Regions from separate parts of the Mus musculus genome. Here all the other regions are linked to region 1. The links are chromatin contacts, called in public HiCAR-type maps. All regions are on one chromosome and are shown on one strand. Each heading gives the region's core, a stretch centred on a gene start, on an enhancer-like site or on the middle of the called end of the contact. The rest is flanking DNA. Distances are from core to core; before and after follow the strand shown.

Region 1 (4,479 bases), core at 1,500-3,999:
CGTTTTCTCCATCATTCCAATTGTTCAGCCTCCCTGTCCCAGGGCCCAGGATTTTGCAATGTGTTTGTCTTAGGAATGTAGCCACATCCTTGTGGGAACAAGACTCACATGGTTTGGGATCTGGAAGGAGATGCACTTGGCTGAAGGATGCTTCTCCAGCTGAACCCTTGTAAGCTGTGGCTGGACATGTGTGCAGCTGGAGCATTGCATGGCTTGACCTCGTCTTCTGAGAATGAAAATCAGGGACATCTGTGTCCCTGAGCATGCTGTGTGTCTGCAGGTGACACTTGTTTATGGCTTTGCTCTGATCATGGTGCTTTCTGTACATGGTACCTTGGCTAGGTTGGCTTGTTTGTTTTAGTATGCAAATAGGCATTTAATACACAATTAAAATTGTGATGTCAGCAATGTCTGCTTGTAACTTATCCCTCATTCTGTTTAGGGGCTTCTAGAACAAGAGTCAATAGGTTTGAGATAGAGATGGGAGTGTGTAACACTGACTTCCTCCTATACTTTTGAGTTAAGACCCCCAAGGAAAAGCCAAGTTCAGAATCTCAGCATTCTCAATAATTATAGGTTTCTTCTGTGGGTTGTACCATGACATATTAACTAACTCTAATCCTAATCCTTTTATTTATTTATTTATTTATTTATTTATTTTGGTTTTTCGAGACAGGGTTTCTCTGTGTAGCTCTGGCTGTCCTGGAACTCACTCTGTAGACCAGGTTGGCCTCGAACTCAGAAATCCGTCTGCCTCTGCCTCCTGAGTGCTGGGATTAAAGGCGTGCGCCACTAATCCTTTTAAAATAAATCTTTAAAGATGATGTCTTAGTTAAGGTTTCCATTGCTGTGAAGAGACACCATGACCAAGGCAAGTCTTATAAAGGACAACATTTAATTAAGGCTGGCTTACAGGTTAAAGGTTCAGTACATTATCATCATGGCAGGAATCATGGCAGTGTCCAGGAAGACATGGTGCTGGAGGAGTTGAAAGTTCTACATCTTGATGTGAAGGAAGTCAGGAGAAGACTACCTTATAGGCAGCTAGGAGGAAAGTCTCAAAGCCCACCCCCACAGTGACACACTTTCTCCAGCAAGGCCACACCTACTCCAAGAAGGCCATACCTAGCCCAACAAGGTCACACCTCCTAATAGTGCCACTCCTTGGGCCAAGCATATTCAAACCACCACAGATGAATATGATGTTGAATGAAGACATTGATCAATATGCCATCATGGTGCTGTGGGTACTCCAGTGAATGAGCCAGACCAGGGTATCTACTTCCCTGTGCTTAGCTTAGCAAATAAGTGTGGAATAATTTCCATTCTCAGTAACAGTGCCCAGAATAAGAGGCAACTGCATGCATATGGAGAGAATATCCAAGATTGGAGTATGAGGAGTAAGATTCTCTGAGGATATCAGGCAAAGACACAATCACCACCCCAGTGGTGTCAATGCACATTAGGGGCTTTCTGGGCTATAGCCTCATCTCAGCATGTCACACGGTCATTCATTCAACTGTGCTACAGTCCTTGTAGTCTACCCTTTGCTCCCCTTTCAGCTCCCTTCTACATAGAGGTACAAGAAGGTTCCCTCCAAGCTTACGTTGAACCAACATGAAGAGATGGAACCTTACTGAAGAGGTTGTTAAGCCATCAGTGCTCTGACATGAATGAATTGATGCCATTACCAAAAAGCAGGTCACTAACAAGAACAGTCATTAAGTCAACCTATTCAATCCATATTCTCTTCCTGCCTTGACTGAGCTCATGCCTAGCTGCCATGTCCTAAGGTAGCACACTCTGGCCAGATGTTGACATGTGCTCTAGAACCTCCTAGGCTCCAATACTGTGGGCATTGATTTGTATTATTTATGAATTGCCCTCTGTTTCTAGCTAGCAGAGAGTAGAATAAGATATCAATCAAATGCCAGTCATCTCCAGGTGGAGACTCTAAACTGGAAGGAAGGCAGACACAGGTGATTGAGGTAAGAAAATACTAGACATTTCTGTCTACGTTTATTGCAGCCGTTGTTAATGGTAGGAAAGAAGTCCAAACTGATGTTTCACTAGAGAGAGAGAGAGAGAGAGAGAGAGAGAGAGAGAGAGAGAGAGAGAGAGAGAGAGAGAGAAAGAGAACTTCTGAAATTCTTCTCTACTTGTTTTAAGTGTCTGGGAATGGAGCCTAGGGACTCACAGATGCAAGCAAGTTCATTGCTATGAGGTACATTGCCAGACCACCTTTATATATTTATCCCGAGAACAGGGATTCCTATAATTTTACATTATGTTACCTAGTAAAAAATTGTAAGCAAGATTCACAGACTACACCTAGCTCATAGACATGTTTAACTAAATCATGCAATGTTGTCTAATATTGAGAATTAGTTACCAAATCTTGATTCCCACAAGAGATGAAGAGTTCTTGCTTTTATGTGGCTATGTACTGTCCAGATCATCAGAGTGCTTCCCATTACCCTTTGGGTGCTAGACTTGGGACTGCCTTTTGCAGATGTAAATTGGTGCTGAGATGGTCCATACATTTTTACCCAGACTCCCAGAGAACCATAGCATCCTATCCTAGTGTCTTAGAGCAATGTCACTGTGAGAGCAAGAGGCCATGTAGAGAGTGAGATTGGGATGACAGCCAGCATCCATTGCCATATGCAGTGAGGAGGCCATGCAAGGTCATACAGATCTGCCAAACTGCCTAGGAATACAGCCAAAGGATTTCTTAGCAAAACCCAGCCCAAACTGAGTCATAGAACTAGGCCCAAGTAAAATTGGCACTGCCTTAGTAGTTTGTGACACCACAGTAGGTCATGGATAGAGACAAATTTCATTAGAGCATTCTGTTTTTCCTTTTGCACATTTTAATTTCTCTGTGGCCTCATGTTATTCAGCTTCCAGTCCCATTTCCTGAACTAACCCACATAATTTTTAAACTTTTTGTTCATGTATAACATACTTATAACAAATGAATATATCATAAACGTACAACTTGATGAATTTTCACAAATTTAATGAACATACATTATTAGAATCTAAAACAAGAGAGGATGAGAGAAAAAATAAAGAGAATGAGACAGGAAGGAGGGAAGAAAATGAAAAAGGAAGGAGAAAAGAAACATGGAGGAAGAAAGAAGGAAGAAAAATAAAACAAGGAAAGCAAGTGCTCTCTGCTTGCCCGAACTCACAACCACCTCACCTGTCAGATCCACTCCTTGCCATCAGAGATCCTTGATGGCCATTCTGTGGGAGGTGAGACCAAATGTCAAGGTGGTGATAACTGGCCCCTCTAAACAATCCCAATTAAACTTGTTCGTTCACAAGTAAGACATGGGTGAAGCTTTTTCTTTGAGCTATCATTGCTTTTCTACCTTGAGGAGATAGAGGTAGATAACTTAGAAAAAGTCAAACACTGTTCCTTTGGAACGTCCCCTCACTCAAGCTCAGCCAGCTGTCATGAGTCAGAGAGAGGTATGGAGGAGGAAGACACTTGCCAGGGGTGATGCTTTCAACATGAGAATATCTGCCCTGCATGGCTTCAAGCAACCAGAGGTGGGCTGAGGGCTTATGAAGTCTGGCATCAATAGCATCAGGTAGGATGAGCATCTATCTACCTTCTCGTGATAGTTAATATAGCCATTATGAGCAATGCATGGCTTCATCAAAGAATTAAGCATAAAACTGCCTACAACCCAGAAATCCCATTCTTTTGAGACACTGTTTATCTAAAGACTGTGAAAACAGTCTGGATTGTGGTTTAAATGAGAAATCTTCTCCATAGGCTCACGTATTTGAACACTTGGTTCCCAGTTGGTGAGGCTGTTTGGGGGAGGCTATGGAACCTTTAGAAGGCAGAGTCTTGCTGGAGGAAGTATATCACAAAAGGCAGCATCGGACAGCTGATACCTTTGTCCCACTTCCTGTTCTCTGTCTTGGCTTCCTGTGTGTGCAGGAAAATGTGACTATTCAACTTCCCATTCCTGTGCCGGGCCTTTCCCAGTCTTTACAGACGTTGTCCCTCTGGAACAATAGCCAAAATTCACAGTGTTCTCCTCTGTGGTGCTTGTCAAGGCATTTTATCACAGCAATAAGAAAGTAACTAATACAGCTCACCCAAGAGGTATCCGCGTTTGAGTTTTTCTTCAGTGCTGTTCACGAAAGCTAGGATATGGAATCACGAATGCTAGCATACGGAACCAACCTGAGTGTCTACAATGGTCGGTCTTGACTGTCAACTCAACTGCCTCTGGAGTTAACTAAAACCCAAGCTGCTGGACACTCCTCTAAGGGGTTGTCTTACTTGGATTACTTAAAGCAGAAAACCTACCCCAAATCTGGGCAGCACCTTCCGGAGGCAGGCCAGCTAAAAGGCCATAGAAGGAGTCTTCTGCTTTTTGCCTGACTGCCCTCACTCTTTTTGGCAAGTTTATCTATCCGGTTGCTGCTGTCAATATTAAGTTACAACTTATT
Region 2 (4,089 bases), core at 1,500-3,999, 400 kb after region 1:
ATGGTAGAAGGGACCCAAATGCCCATCACCAGAGGAAAAGATAAAATGTAGAAATGGAAATTTAGTGGAAAATTATCCAGCATTAAAAAGGAAGAAAACTGTGACATACGTTACAGCCTGACTGAACTCTGAGGGCCTTATGTTATGTGAAATAAGATGTATTCTGTATAATTTTGCTTTTACAGGAGAGGGGAGTGTCCTAGGGATGGGAGCAGGAGGATGACTGGGTAATGTGTGGGACATAGGTTGTTAATGCTCAATGGTATAGAACCTCGCTGGCAGAAGATGAAAATGTTCCGGGGATGGATGGGGTGAGAATGATGCCATCTTAAAGGCTTTACTGGGCCCAGAAAATGTGCATAAAAGTGGATAAAATCTCTCCTAATAAAGTTACTCTTGCTGTAATAAAACATCATGGCCAAAGGAAATGGGTTAAGGGAAGGATTTATTTCAGCTCACAACTCTCAGGTCACACTCCATTACTGATCAAAGTCAGCATAGGAACTCAAGGCAGGAACCTGGAGGCAGGAGCTGAAGCAGAGGCCATGGAGGAGTGCTGCTTACTGGCTTGCTCCGTGCTACTTGCCTAGTTTGCATTTTTATCCTCCTCATGACTGCCTGTCCAGGGATGGTTCCACCCGCAATGGGCTAGGTCCCTCCATAATCATCTATCAAGAAAATCCCCTACAGACTTGCCTACAGGCAACATGATGGAGATGTTTATCTCAACTGAGTTTCTTCTCTATGCAGTGATAAACATAGTGATATCTCTATACAGAATAAACCAGATGAAATCATAACATTTATGTTATAGATACACTTTACTGCCTGAAGAACGCACATTCATTTTACCCTCACATCCAATCTGAGGTTCTAATTTATTCAACTGTCTTCTCATTAGTGGATTTTGGAGTGAGTGCCCAGCTTGACCGAACTGTGGGCAGGAGGAACACGTTCATCGGGACTCCCTACTGGATGGCACCAGAAGTCATTGCCTGTGATGAGAACCCGGATGCCACATATGATTTCAAGGTATGAGTTGGTTGGGCTGTGAAGCCATGTCCAGCCCCTTGTCCTCAGTTTTTCAGGGGATGATCCTCACAGGCACCTGCATGTGGCTTACACAAAAGGAGATTTGAAAAATGGTATCTGGATCTAAGATTGTAAGATACTCAAGTAATAACTGTTTCATAATGAATTTACCCACAGTATTTGGTTTCCTACTTACAAAATGATATTGAAATTATTTTCTATGCTTTTGAATGTATTCTTCTTACTCTTGAGAAATAGAGCAGGTTTGTGTTGTTGGTTATAGTTTCGTTTTGGCAATATTTATATTCTTATTTTTATCCTTTTTCATCTAATAAGTCTTTTGATTCATTTTTAATGATGCATAAAATTATTCAGCTCACAACTCTCAGGTCACACTCCATTACTGATCAAAGTTAGCATAGGAACTCACATTTGTACTCACATTTGTACTCACAATACACATTTGTAGCAGATGTGCAGCTTGGTCTTCATGTGGGTCCCCTAACAATTGGAGAGGGGACTGCCTCTGACTCTGTTGCCTGCCATTGGATCCCTTTCCCCTAACAGGACTGCCTGGTTGGGCCTCAGTGAGAGGATGTGCTTAGCCCTGCTGGGACTAGATGTCCCAGGGTGGGGTGGTACCCAAGCTGGGTCAGTACCCAAGGTGGGGCTTCCCCTTCTTCTTGGAGAGGGAGAGGGAGTAATGGGGGAGGGATTTGTAAGAGCGGGACTGGGAGGAAAGGAAGGAGTAGGAAGCTGTGATTCAGATGTAAAGTGGATAAAAAATATGTTATAGAAAGAAAAATATTCCATCTGTGCATACGAAAGGGGTTTCAGGCATTACTTCTATATATGCACAATATTTAAATCAGGATTAATATATTTGTCTAAACATCATCTTTTAAAGTGGAAAGTTTCAGAGGGCCTGAAGAGATAGCTCAGTTGGCAAAGTACCTGCTTCTGAAGCAGAAGGCCCTGAGTGAGTCTTCCCGAAGCCACACAGAAGGCAGTCATGGTGATGCAGGCTCGTAGTCCCAGCTCTGAGGAGAATCCCAGCCTTTCTAGCCAGCCAGCCTAGCAAGGTCCAAGCCAATGACTGACCCTGTATCAAAATTCAAGGCTTCAGAGAAATAATAGCCAAGACTGACATCTGTCCGACCCATGAAGGTGCAGACACACATATGCCTGCACACCCATGCTCAGTCACAAAGGTCTTCTAGCTTTCTCAAATGGGCTGCACACTATTGTAACTCTCTGTGGCTTCTGTGCCACAGCACTGAGGAACTCCTTGCTTCTACCAAACAAGAACACAGCGTATACTGGTCAACCTATTTATTCCACGCCCAAGCTAATATTCTCAAGGCTTCCTATGTTAAACCAAAATACAAATATCGGGGGCATCTTTTTATAGTTAAATGGCAGCAAGTTCCTCGTTTCTACGGGCTCACTGTAGATACTTCGTAGTTTCTTCTCTGTAGGAGAGATGGAGTAGAATGTAGGTCTATGCCTTGGCTTTCCTCTAGTGTGACTTGGCATCTCACAGAATTTTGATGGATCCCTTGTCACATTCAGTAAGCTTCTCCCGGCAGCCCTCCTTCATTCATCCCAACACAGTGACACGAGTCACAGTCATAAAGCCCCTCAAGAGCTGCAGCGTCTGGTGACATTGCTGCTGCATAAATCCCTGTTAAGAGAAAGTGAAACTGTGGACAGTGAGAGCTAGGGCCAGTTCAGAGTTCTCAGGCTAGGCACTAGGCAGAGAGACACCCTGTGGGCAAAAGGCGATACTACCTGGGTTTGCTTTGTTAGCTCAAGGACCTTCCCTCAAAATCCTACAAAGGGGGAAACTGGGGCCAGGTCTTCACAGGTGCATACCCAGTTGGTGACATTCTCTGAACTTCAACTTGAACATGAGTCTCCCAACTCTGCTCAAATCTCGGTAGTCACTTGTCCCACCCTGCAAAGGAGGGTCTCTTGTGGATTTGTGTGTTCTGTATTATATTATTATTTGATTGGTCTGATTTGCCTTTTTAAATGACTATGTTAAAAAAATTAAGATAAGTCAGCATCAAAAGGGCCTCTCTATGAAAAGAATCTGTGGGGTTCTTTTTTATTGCAGCCTCGTCTTGTGTGGTAGTTGCCTAGCTTCTGTATAAATCTCATATTTCTCATCCAAATAGTACATTTGAGGAATTTCTCTCTTAAAGTTCACTTACTTCTCCCCATTTGGTTACTGTTTTTAATCAGGTGAGCTCCATGCAAACACTGAAGTCTTTGAGAGCCAGTGTCTCCGAGCATTGATGAAATCATTCGCCTCTTTAGAGAAATGCAAGCTCGAAAACATAATAATCACCCTTCTTCCCTCAAAGTTAGTCCCTCTAATGACCTGACGGCAATCTGTCTGAGAGCAGCTGCCTCGTTAAAAATTAATCCCCTGCCAAAATAAATGTCATTTATTTAAACTGCTAATGATCAGCACATTTGAATAATTCCATTTGCAAATCCGAGAGAGGATGCACTACAAAATATATATCCCAGACGAGATATGCATATTTTAATTGGCTGTAAGCAACTCTTCAAACTGTGGTCGTATTTAACACGTGTTAACTAGTTTACATCTGTGCCATAGATAATTTGAAGCACTTCAAAATATACCAGGAGGGAACTGGAGGGTTGGTTCAGAGGTTAAGAGCACTTGTTGCTCTTGGAAGACCCAAGGGTTCAAAATACCAGAATCCACGTGGTGCATCTCACCCATCTTTAACTCGAATTTTAAAGGACCCAGTGTCCTCTTCTGACCTCCCAGGGCACCAGGCACACACATGGTGCACAGAAACAACATGCAGAAAATACCAATACACATAAATAAATAAAACTAAATTTTAAAATAAGACTAGTTATACAAGGAAGAACCAGAGTGTCTAGATTTTCACCCCTGACTTAATCTTTTAAGTGGGCTATATTTATGTGCAGTGTATTTGTTTGAAGAATAGACAAGACCTCTGTGGCTGATTTGTTTTTAGGAGAGTACCTAGAATAAGCTTTTCCCTTTGGCCA
Region 3 (4,104 bases), core at 561-3,060, 420 kb after region 1:
AACTTCACTGTGTAACCAGGGTGACTCTGTCACCTCCTCAGACTGTGAGCATCAAGCATAGGCTATATTGATAACATTCCCGGAAGTTGTTATCTTTTTGTATTCTAAGAGACAAAGCTAAGTTACCAGCAGTACCACAAATTTACTTTTAAGCCACCGAAATACTGAGCAAACAGGTATTCAACTTCCATGAAGTTCTTTCACTTGTAATTAAATGTGCAATTAAACATATTGATTCCTTGGTCACAGCAACTTAGAAAATAAGTGAGCACTTCTTTAAAGACATGGGAGTTTGTTTTGGGGTCATTCTTGGTGGAAATGGGGCCCTGCTATGTAGTCCAGGTTGTCCCCAAATTCACTATATAACTTATAGCCTCAAACTCATGGTGATCCTCCTGCCTCAACCTTCCAAGTTGCTAGGAGTATGGGAATGTGCCAGCACACTAGACTTGAGGGTATGTTTTAAGTGAGCAACATTTTCTCTTCAAATGATGCCTATAAAAAGGATAGAGACGTATTACTGGCTCTGCAAGCTCTGTGCCTTATCTCTGTCCTTTGGACAGAGGTCGTTCCCTCCAGCAGAGCTCTGAAAAGGGAGATCTTGTAGCCAGTTCTTTTAATGGAACACTGCTGGAGCACTGTTCTGCCCGTAGAGTTTAAGGTTTTTCTGGCTCTTTTTTTTTTTTTTTTTTTTTTGGTTGTTTTGTTTTTACATGTCAGTGTTTGAAAAACGAATGCACAGTCTATTGAGGTCTGGATCTCATTTTTCAAATTGGATGTGATTGCTTTTATTTATCACCCTCTAATTAATAGTGGAGCACTTTACAATAAAAAATCAGCACTCCCTCCTAGCCGCCAGTGAGAGAGCACTCATGTTCCCTGTGAATATTTTATAGCTGTCTTACGTTAGTCTGGTTTTCAATGGTTTTGATGCTGGTTTCTTACTCAGAGCAGCACATGGCATTTGCCAGGTTTGCCGATGTTGTTTTGAGGTTCCTGTCATATAGTTTCCAGTTCATTCCTTAGATGAGTCATTTATCCCACTTTTTTCTTTTTAGTTGATTGGTTTGGGAAAGAGAATCATACTACTCCTTGCAACAAATCGCTCCCTTTCTTGCATTATTTTATGTACACATATAATATATATTAACTATTTATTTATTCTCTCTGTATATCTGTATGTCTGTCTGTATGTGTGTGTCTGTGTCTGTGTGTGTGTGTGTCTATGTGCGTGTATGTATGTGTGTGTGCAGTCAAGCACATGTTACAGTACAGACATAGAGATCAGAGGACAACTGTCAGGAGTTGGTTCTCTCCTTCCATCTTGTCGATGCAGGGTCTCTCTTGATGCTTCTGCCTTGCTATGTACTCCAAGATGGCTGTCCCTGAGCCTCCAGACTTCCTTAAGTCTCCCTTTGGGGACTAGGATAACAGATGCTAACAGTCCCACAGCCTTCTGACTTGGGTCTGGGATTGAACCCAGGTTGTCACGTTTGTACATGACCTTACCTGCTGAGCCTTCTCCCCAACCCTCTCTTGACCTTGGATGCTGGAAGACACGCCGCTCATGGGGTTCTATGCGATGAAGATACTTCCTCAACCCTGAAATACATATGTTTCTGGGAAACGCTCCTGTCAGGGAATATGACAAAGTCTTCTTTTGGAGGTGGATGGATGGGGGGAAATCCATAGTACATCCACAAGAGGGCAACAGAGAGCAAAACCTGGCTCCCTTCAGAGTAGGCAGGGCGCTCCGTTGTCTGGGGTTCCACTGAGATCTTGGGTGGAGAATCACTGAGGTCCCTGTGGCGAGCCTTGGAAAGGCACACACACTGGGAAGCTGGGAAGTTAATTACTTCCAACTCTGGATAACTTCTTGGAACTTTCAGCAAGGACACACATGCTCTATCCATAAATCCAGGCTAAAGTCCACAGTAACTGCTGCTGCACTGTGGCCCTGCCTGCCCTGGCTGCTGTGGTATCTGCCTCCAGGGCTTCCCAGCTTCCAGAACACTTTAGCATAGGCTTTATCTAGAAAGAAATTGGGCCTTCAGGGGAGTGGGGATTAGTTAAGTGTAGGAGCTAAAATACCACAGCTAAATCTCCAAGTCCTTATCTTGGTGGCCATCTTTCCCTCATCGTCGACTAGAAAACAGAATTCAGAAGCAACTGTAAGGTTGCTATTTAGACATTTGGCCCAGGCAGGTGTGGTGGTGCACACTTTTAATCCGAGTACTTAGGAGGCAAAGGCAAGCAGATCTCTGAGCTCAAGGCCAGCATGGTCTGCAAAGAGAGTTCCAGGACAGCCAGGACTGTTACACAGAGAAACCCTTTCTCAAGAAACAAAACAAAACAAAACAAAGCAAAGCAAAGCAAAGCAAAGCAAAGCAAAGCAAAGCAAAGCAAAACAAAACAAACAAAATTACTCCGATCTGTGTTCTTTTTATCATATGAGAATCTTGTTCATTTCCATGAGGCAGCTGCCTCACCCCTCCTTCCTCTGTTTTCCACACTCTGGCTGGTGTTTCATGCCTGATGGACGCTGCTCACTGTAGTGTTCCCTGGCGTATAGTACTCCCAACTCCCTGATTATACTGACTCGGCACCCGTCTGAGTCACCCTCTTCACACTGAGAATGTGGTCCTCCCGAGTCTGTAAAGCCTCAGTTGCCTCACTCTAGAGTGCTTGCCTGTCTTCTTCCCTTCACAGGTCATTGTCCTCTTGGTTCCTTCTGTGCAAGCTTGTGTTCCAGTATGGAAACGTTTCCATGTGTATAACTACTGTATGTTATCTTGTGTCTATGTCAATGGTGGTCACACCCTCGAACTTCACTGTGCTGATAGGCTGAGAGATGATCTGTGATTTGTTGGTTCCCCGTGCTCATCAGATGGACCATTCTCTCTCTCTCTCTCTCTCTCTCTCTCTCTCTCTCTCTCTGGTCACATTTCAAAAGGTGTATTTATTTGCTTTTCTTTTAGGTTAGCATTCTATCAGTGAATTCATCTCTTTTGTCTGGCAGGTCAAAAAAATTCCAGTCATTTATCGAGAGCTGCTTGGTAAAGAATCACAGCCAGCGGCCAGCCACGGAGCAGTTGATGAAGCACCCATTCATACGAGACCAACCTAATGAGAGGCAGGTCCGCATCCAGCTGAAGGACCACATTGATCGAACAAAGAAGAAGCGAGGAGAAAAAGGTTAGTTGCCTGTTTGTATTTCAGAGCAAGAAACAAAAGGCAGTTCACTGTGGGCTCTTGGTATATTTGGAGGTGACTGGAGAGTTCCTCATAGGCTGCATTATTCTTTCGTGTGAAATCTGCCTGTTAGGTCAGAGCCGGGGGAATGAGTGAAAAGAAATTACCAATCTCCTTGGAAAAATTCGACCTGTGAGCCATATTTCTTTTAGGCACCAAACAAAGCCATGATGGGTGATACTATGAAGCACTGTAGACGACAAGTGACTTCAAATGAATATTCATGTTCCAAAGAGTGACATCTACACATGTCAGCCAACCTAAAGACATCATCTGATTGGCATCCCCTGCATTGATTGGCATCTCCTGCATTGACGTTCTATGCTCCAAGACTTGATCCTGTTGTTTAGAAGTCAGAAAAGAATTTCTTACAGCGTTAGTAGATGTAAAAAGGTCCCTGGGTTGCCAAGCTAGCAGTGTGGCATCAGAGTTCAGTCTGAAGGTCCCTGAATGCACTTCCTCATTTAATAGATGTACACATTCCTCTCCTGTACACTCTTCCCTGTGTCATGGAAAGCACGGGAGCACAGATGTGACACGTTGGGACTGTGCCCAAGCTGTTGGAATGGAGGCTTACAATCCTCCTTGTCCCTGACTTAAGTGAAAGCTTGCATGTCTGCTGCAGGGCTTATGGCCAGATGAGCATAAGGTGGGGAGGAAGGGGAAGTTGGGGTGTGAAAAGGAGGATTATGAAGGAAAAGAACTCACTGGGTGGGGAGCAGAGGGCAGTAGGAGTGAGAGGCAGTTTCAGGATAAAATGACAGCCATTGAGAGTGTGGTGAGGGGAAGCAGAGCTGACCAGAGACTAGGGTGTGCTTCTTCTTGCTTCTCTCTCCTCCAACCTCCTCACCA

What was found. HiCAR-type assays count read pairs that join an accessible place to other places.
Region 2: a HiCAR-type map of fibro-adipogenic progenitors shows a contact between it and region 1, with 6 times the contacts expected there. The contact joins two enhancer-like sites. A contact is called at or near these places in 3 of 39 promoter capture datasets (embryonic stem cells and liver), 3 of 484 Hi-C or Micro-C datasets (embryonic heart, embryonic stem cells and lens fibers), 2 of 115 datasets of contacts at active chromatin or transcription factors (bone marrow-derived macrophages and fibro-adipogenic progenitors) and 1 of 9 other capture datasets (adipose tissue).
Region 3: a HiCAR-type map of fibro-adipogenic progenitors shows a contact between it and region 1, with 4 times the contacts expected there. The contact joins two enhancer-like sites. A contact is called at or near these places in 3 of 39 promoter capture datasets (embryonic stem cells and liver) and 3 of 115 datasets of contacts at active chromatin or transcription factors (embryonic basal ganglia, fibro-adipogenic progenitors and heart atrium).

The regions. Positions count from the first base shown.
Region 1 is chr3:28,142,197-28,146,675 of GRCm38.p6, forward strand. No RefSeq gene overlaps it. Among named protein-coding and RNA genes, the nearest start is that of Gm42196, 32 kb to the right of the region's middle. Within about 2 kb of position 2,750, at least 23 of the 459 cell types and tissues checked have an H3K27ac peak or open chromatin away from gene starts, as enhancers often do. A contact at or near this core is called in fibro-adipogenic progenitors, where this site is marked.
Region 2 is chr3:28,541,067-28,545,155 of GRCm38.p6, forward strand. Tnik (TRAF2 and NCK interacting kinase) reads left to right here. Exons shown (of 33, transcript NM_026910.1): 7 at 902-1,032. Among named protein-coding and RNA genes, the nearest start is that of Mir466q, 120 kb to the left of the region's middle. Within about 2 kb of position 2,750, at least 72 of the 459 cell types and tissues checked have an H3K27ac peak or open chromatin away from gene starts, as enhancers often do. A contact at or near this core is called in fibro-adipogenic progenitors, where this site is marked.
Region 3 is chr3:28,561,056-28,565,159 of GRCm38.p6, forward strand. Tnik (TRAF2 and NCK interacting kinase) reads left to right here. Exons shown (of 33, transcript NM_026910.1): 10 at 3,020-3,195. Among named protein-coding and RNA genes, the nearest start is that of Gm52603, 120 kb to the right of the region's middle. Within about 2 kb of position 1,811, at least 16 of the 459 cell types and tissues checked have an H3K27ac peak or open chromatin away from gene starts, as enhancers often do. A contact at or near this core is called in fibro-adipogenic progenitors, where this site is marked.